Linked DNA regions of Zea mays: region 2 is linked to region 1. The links are chromatin contacts, called in public Hi-C maps. All regions are on one chromosome and are shown on one strand. Each heading gives the region's core, a stretch centred on a gene start, on an enhancer-like site or on the middle of the called end of the contact. The rest is flanking DNA. Distances are from core to core; before and after follow the strand shown. Region 1 has its middle 6.7 kb from the start of LOC111591061. Region 2 has its middle 16 kb from the start of LOC103647424.

Region 1 (3,706 bases), core at 725-3,224:
TTTCTTAGCTTGCATGCAGAATGAGCTGTTATGTGCTGAACTTGAATATGTGCAAATAGGGAACATATTAGGTGCAAACCAATTATTTGGTGCAAATCGTGTAAACAATTATGATAATTTTTTTAAAACAACTCTCCCACCATCATCAGTTTTCAAAATGACCCTTCCATCTTTCACCTCCACCAACGTGTTTGTTTTTGTACAGTTTGCACCAAGTGGTTGATTTGCACATAATATATATGTTCTCTAAACATGTTAGTCTTTACTTATTTTCCCTGCTAGCTAGTTTGCTCTTGTTGGCCGTGTCATAAATTTTGTTCTCAGGAGATAGATCTACACAGTGACAACATGTACCTCAGGAGCACAAGATATATATGCAGATGTAATAGCTTGTTCCTGACCAATTCCTCGCTGTATTATGCTGATTGTGGGAGCACAGTGTTCTGTAGTGGTCAGGCGCTAAAGAACATTGCGCCAACCTTATTCATGAAAGCATGCCAAGCCCTTACAAATAATCGCTGGATGCACTTTTGTTCTCCTTACACACATGAGGAAGAGATAAAAGAATTCATTTCCCTCCGGCAAGGTATCAACAGCACTCAATGATCTCGACGATACTATTTTATGGAGGTGGAGTTACAGTTCAAGTAGTGCATACAAAATTCAGTTCACAACGAATTTTTGTAAAATCAAAATTTCTCCTATATGGAAAGCGAGAATTGAGCCAAAATGTCGTTTTTTCGTATGGACCATGTTGTATAACATAATTTTGACTGCAGACAACCTACAAAAGCGAGGATGGCCTTGCAATCCAATTTGTTGTCTTTGCAACTTATCACAAGAAACTATGCCTCATTTAGGCAAAGACTGCCCGTTTTTGTAGAGGTTTGGAACATGATCCTATCTTGGGCCAATCTGTTCTTTCTAAGTGTCGTTTCTAACCCCGGGTCGTTGTAGTTGTATGATTGGTGGAAGAGATTAAGGAATCGTTGCTGCAAGGAGTCAAAGAAGATTTTCGATGGACTCCTCATCTCTTTCTGGTGGAATATATGGTTAGAAAGAAATAACAGAATCTTTCATAGACTTCAAAGATCTGCTATCCAGGTTATGCAATTGGTGAAAGATCAAATTGTGAGTTTTAGTGTATGCAATTGGTGAAAGATCAAATTGTGAGTTTTAGTGTATGTTAGATTGAGTTAGTGTATGTTTTTCTCTTTTTTTGTTTTTTCTTTTGCTCAGTCTTCAGTATCTATTTCTCTTCTAATATATTGATGAGGCAAGTCTTTTGCCGCTTCCTTTAAAAAAAGAGTAATTCTAATCTTCATACACTAGTTTTCAGTGTAGCCTTTTTCCTATGTGGTTAACTGTCCATAGATTATGCCATACCTCTCCTAAACTGGACTTCAACGATGTGAGGTCCAATCTTATTCATCTCGAGCGGCTAGATTTTCATATCATAGAAGTGATGATTTATCTCAAGTTTGCTCTTACTCATCTTTTGTTTATTTATATTTTTTATTTTTGGATTCAGAGAAACGTCATATTCACAACTGCAACTAGTGCGTGGTGATCTGGATGAAAACAGTCAGGGGAAGGCAGAGGTTTTTGTCTAACATGGAGTTTTTTTCAGTGATTTTAGATATTCTTACAAGCTGTAACACAATCAAGCAGATAAGATCCTGCTGATATATATGAATTAAGCTTCTTATCTTTTTAGTTCCAGTAGCAAAGTACGTTTACTTGCAGTTTGTTGGAGGGACTTGTGATGGCTTTTGATATTACTTCATGAGTCAATTGCTAATTAGCAATTGGCTACTATATATAATCTGATGCCATGTATGATATATATAAGACCACAATTTTTTTTTCTTTTGTTTTTTAATTTGTCATCACAGGCGCGCGTTGTCTTTGCACTGTCTGTGATACGTGCTCATCACAGGCGCGGTGTTTTTTGCACGTATGTGATAGGTTGCGGTCCTTACAGCAGATCGACACGCTAATACGCTATGGTAGACACAGCAAACCCGTGTTTGTGATGACCCTAGGACGCGTCGTCCGTCCGTTGACGTGCTCTTCTCACGTAGTGTATGTAACCAAGAGCAATGATGTCTATCTGTATGTGAAGTATATTTGACTTAGTAAAGATAATCTATATTGCTTATATATACACCTAACTTGGATAAAAAAGATTTGTTTTTTCTCCTAGTACAGTTGCGTATCATTCAAAAAAGAACACAAGTCAAGGCTAAACTGTTCCATTCACTAGTACACAGAGGCTCTATAGTGGCGGTTCTAGAGCTGTTTGTACTGTCGTTTTTCAGTGCCGCCAGTGCTAGGGGCCAGTAGCGGTTCCCAAGCCGGGTCCACCTGGTTTTTTTACTGGCGCGCGGTAACTGAAAGTCTGAAACCGCCAGTGATAATTTATGGGTGCCGCAGGCTTTGAGCTCTTTTCTATTAGTGATTATTTGATACTTCAATCCAAGTTCTGCTTGCTGCCAGAACCCAGAACGTCTTATTGTTATTTTAATACTTTCTCTATTCCAATTTATAATTTGTTTGACTTTTTACCGATTTAATCAGCTTGTTTTATTTTATAAATTTTATAATTATTATTTATTTTTATTGTAATGTCGTAGTATGAGCTTTGATTGTATCAATTTCTGCAAAAAAATAATAAATCGACTTTGTTAAAAAGTCAAACAGATTATAAATTAAGACTGCCGAAGTATGTTATCTGATGGATACAACGAAATGACGTTAGTGTCTAAAAAGTATATAGTAATCTGCTCTACCACGGTGAATCAGATAGTAAATAGTAACTTTCATGTCTCGTCTCACAGTAGTAGGCCATGAACTATTTTGCACTGCATTAATGTAGTGTTTGGTTTGAGAAATGATATAGTCTATCATCTTCTCACTCCTCACTTTTTTGTTTGGTTTGTGGAATAGAGTGAGTTAATTCATCACCACCTTATTCTTTATAGTTAGTTGTTTAGTACTAATATGTGGAATGGAGTCATCCCACCAAATTTGAAGAATGGATCTATGATGCACCACTTCATTTTGGATAGAGTGATTCATCAAACCAAACACCTCATAAGTGTTGCATAACTCCTAAGGGTCTGTTTGGAAAACTATTTTCTAGTCCTAGGACAATAGCATTTTGAGCATGGATAAATTGTATACATGCTACTCAACTTTTACAAAATTATATAGCTAATATCTATTTTTGCAAAAATTGACCCGAGAGCATACCATGGTATTTTAGGCCAAAAGGTGTTCACGAGCACACCTACCTAAAAACTCTATCTTAGACCATGGTTTCACCAATCCCATAATATTTTTAGGCTCTAAAAAGCTTTGGTCTGGATCATAGTTTTTTGCCAGTAGCGAGAGATTACCCCTTTCGCTTGTTTTCTCCTCCCCACCTATGGCATGCCAAGCCTCTAGCGAAGCTAGAGTTAGCGAAATACTTACCAACACAAATACATGGACTCCATGAGTGGTACACGAAGGATTTAGCCTCTAACAATACGTATTTTGGTGTGCTCATAAAATATTCTAACTTCTATAATAGCCTTAATGTGGTGCTGCTGGACTTCAAGGATACATTTAAGATGGCTTCTATAAGTATTTGCCATCTCTCTTGTATACAAGTTGATAATATATATATTCAATGCCTCCTTGTGTGCCCTTACAACTACTT
Region 2 (3,706 bases), core at 401-2,900, 250 kb before region 1:
TACATATGAACTCCAGCTTTTGTAATACAATTGATTGATTTGTATGAGTTTCCTTGATTACCCTTAATGGTTAGTGGCTCTCACGAGAGAACTGAAGTGCTATGTTATGTAATCAGTGGCGTGGTGGGTAATTTTCATGCAATTTCATGACGAGGTATGAAAACTGTGTTTGTGAAGCGCCCTTTGAGGACCTTAATGAAGGGTATGTTTGGTTGGGCTGTGGCTGTAAAAAAAGCTGATGTGTGTTGTGAGCTGTGAAAAAAGCTGTTGTGGACTATGAGCTCTGAAAAGGTTAAAAATTATTTGGTGGAAATCTAAATGCCGCTAAAAGTTCTTCCACTTATATTTTCACATTTATCTGAAAGCTACTAAAAGCAGGTCCAGATATGCTTTCAGTTTTACACTGTGATAAAGTCGACTTTTAGAAAAAGTTGTTTACTGATTCCATCCCTTTGGTTTGGCTTTTGGTTTTTAGGGGACAAAAGCCAGAGCCAAAAGCTAAATCAAACACATCCTTAATAAAGGTGGCCACTAGTTTTAATTTTTTTTTAAAATCTAGAGCTCGTAGAGCTAGAGCTATTTGGATGTAAGAAGCTAGAACGAATTTGAAATTGTTGAAGTGAAGCCTTCGCAAAGGCGCTCCACATCAAGGAGCTTTGGAACCGATGGAGGGCGAACTAGTGAAGTCATCAGACTCGCTCTAATACTCGCGCGGCCAGGGCCGGCCCTGAGCCCATGCAACAGAGGCGACGGCCGAAGGCCCAAAAGTAATAGAGGCTCAATATTTTATATTTATATCACAATATAATACACTAGTTTATAATTTACAAAACTCATCCAACCAAATAATCCACACATCCATAATCTTTATTAAATCCAACAAACAAACTGCACCCATACTTAACACAACATCAAAATCAACGGTTCATATCGTTGTATAACATCATCTCTCTTGCTCACTCAAATCTAATTAACAATATCATTTGGATCATCCTTCAGCCCTCCCCTCCTCACGTCCACACCGCTGTCAACCCCTCCCCTCGTGCCACCACCGTCGTCGTTCACCCCACTCTTCCCCTTCTTAGGAACGTAGCATTAGCACGGGCTATATACTAGTAGTAAAATAGTATAGATAGCTAACAAGCCGGTAGGGCTGTGCACATGAACCACGCGACACGTGTTGCCCACTGCCCAGTCATCACGCTCACATCGTCGCGCGTCTGTGCGACCATACCCTCCACGTGATCGCCGTTTGTCATCTCATCAATTCAGTCCTCCAGGATTCGAGGGCGCTGGGCGCCACTGCTCCAGCCTCCAGGCATGCACGGTCGAGCAATCAGGATTCTTGTCATTCTATTGCCGTCGTTATTATTCCTCAACTTGCGAAGTGCTAATCTGCACCGATGTATATTATCTAACGTCTTAGATATTTTAAAAACCAATTTCAATACACATAATCATTTATATATAAAGTACTAATCTACTTCGCTGCATATCATAGAATTTTTTATATATTCTAGAGGGTCTACCATGATCAGTTCGTCTGTGGCCTCAAAATCATAAAACCGGGTCTGCGCGCGGCCCGTGACAAAGCAAGCCTAACCCTATTACCCATGAAACCAGCGGTACCACCAGCGCAGCAGGTTGGGACACCGGCGGTGTCGCACTGCAATTCGTCGGGGCCAGCCAAAATGCCAAATAGCCATGGTCCCATGTACAGCGACATGTCCGATTGTCATTTGAGCCTAAATTGACTGGACGTAGATAGATGGCGTGGTAGACTCGCTGCGGAGTACCTCGATCAGCTGTCAGATCGCCGGGCGAAACGCCAATGCTGGCATTCAGTTCAGCTGTACGTAGACCTCTCTCTCCGCTCCTACAAGTCGCGTGTGTGTATAATTGGGGAAAAGGCCAACAAAAGGTGCAACCTTTCCTTAACGACTTCAATCCGTTTGCGTGTTAACTGACATATAATGATAACTAGGTGAATGCCCGTGCGTTGCAACGGAACCGTATAATAACACGATAACTTATGTACATATGTGTTATAGTTGTATGCCCGTGCGTTGCCACGGAAGTCAAAATTTATTACTCCCTATGTTCTAAAATAGTAATCATTTTAGAAAATTAGTGAATTCAAACAATAGTGATGTATATGTTTTATAGTTAGATACTCGTGCGTTGCTATGGTTTCTATATATGTCACACAGATAGATATTATAGCCTTTGATGATTCATTCACGCACTCCATGTACATGCACAAGTTTTAGTAAAATATATAAAGACTATCTTAAACTCTTGATGCAATAGCTCAAAGCATAACAACTTGGATCTCCGTGGAGATGCATGCTACATACAAGCAATAGACCAGGCAACAATCAAAGCAGCTTAATACTGATAATATTTCTCAATTGGAGCTACAACAGCTACACAATCCTGGAACAACGAGCAGCCCGGTAGAACCTTGACCTTACCTAAGATCAAAAGATTAATCACAACCGACCTCACATTTCTATTCGGTTTAGGAATGGATCAACACATTCTATCAAATACAAGGTCTTTTTTTCATCTTTGTCTATGGAGGAACTCTCCTCGTACGTATGAGCGAGTAGAGCTTGACCCCGTTGATGGAGGTGGACATGAGCATCCCCGCACTGTGGCTCACCGCCATCTCCGACGCGGTCGCCGGAGCCCCTCTACTCCGCGCTCCTCCTCCTCATCGGCGCTGGTTGCCAGTTCCTGGTGGAGGCGACTGAGAATGGCATACACGCGGTGGCAGAACTGGCGCACGGATGTGGACACCTACAATAGAGACTTAAAGGGTAGTAGAGATTAGTAGATACTCAATAAAAAACAAACAGTACTACTATAGTTTTAGAACCTCAGGAACAGGTTCGTTATTCACTCATTTTTGTAAAATCTTCTTAACTCAAATCAAATTCAGAGGCCAATAGATTTCACCCTTGGAATTACAGAGCACTCCCAACAGGCAAGGCATTAGAACAGACAAGGCATTAGAACAGACAAGGCATTATTAGAACCGTGCACCATCCTCGAATGTGGATGCCTACGAGGATGGGAGTTCCAGAAGCCGAAGAAAAGACTCAGTTTGTGGATTCCTGCAGCAAACTGTATACCATGGAAGAAATGTGAAAATGCTATGTTAGAAACTTTGGTAAGAAAAGAGAAAACATTCAAACTTTATCCCAAGTATGGCCGTTCAAAATTATCAGAATCACAACTACTTTTTCCTAGTTTTTCTTATTGATAGAAAATCCATTGGTTTAAAGCAAATGTGCAATGTGTAACACCAAACTTACAGGACTGAGCAATATACAGCCTAATAAAAGCTATAAGTAGCTGATTAAGTCACAAGTGAATATTCAAACTTACAAAGGCTTAGATGTTATGACATGTACCAAATTCATTAACTTGATTAGCGTAAACACAGTTAAAAACATCTCTTCCTTGATACCAGACCAGACATCAGTTAACTCTAATGTCCATGAACGTGCCCCCTACAGAAGTACAATTCACAAGACAAAATGGTTTTGGTTTAGTGTCTAATGAAATAACCCCATGAGCAGTGTCCTTTTTTTGTTTACACAAATATACTATTGATCCATTTTAAACCTCTGACTGCAATCACAGTTAGCCTAAAGATCTAATGTTTATCCAAAGTGTAGAGGTTCAACTAAAATCATCG

What was found. Hi-C and Micro-C count contacts between places; a contact is called where the count stands out from the background.
Region 2: a Hi-C map of leaf shows a contact between it and region 1, with 2.0 times the contacts expected there. The contact joins two enhancer-like sites. A contact is called at or near these places in 7 of 25 Hi-C or Micro-C datasets (bundle sheath, leaf, root tip and 2 more) and 1 of 3 datasets of contacts at active chromatin or transcription factors (leaf).

The regions. Positions count from the first base shown.
Region 1 is chr2:185,130,644-185,134,349 of Zm-B73-REFERENCE-NAM-5.0, reverse strand. No RefSeq gene overlaps it. Among protein-coding and RNA genes, the nearest start is that of LOC111591061, 6.7 kb to the right of the region's middle. Within about 2 kb of position 1,974, at least 6 of the 20 cell types and tissues checked have an H3K27ac peak or open chromatin away from gene starts, as enhancers often do. A contact at or near this core is called in leaf, where this site is marked.
Region 2 is chr2:185,381,940-185,385,645 of Zm-B73-REFERENCE-NAM-5.0, reverse strand. No RefSeq gene overlaps it. Among protein-coding and RNA genes, the nearest start is that of LOC103647424, 16 kb to the right of the region's middle. Within about 2 kb of position 1,650, at least 13 of the 20 cell types and tissues checked have an H3K27ac peak or open chromatin away from gene starts, as enhancers often do. A contact at or near this core is called in leaf, where this site is marked.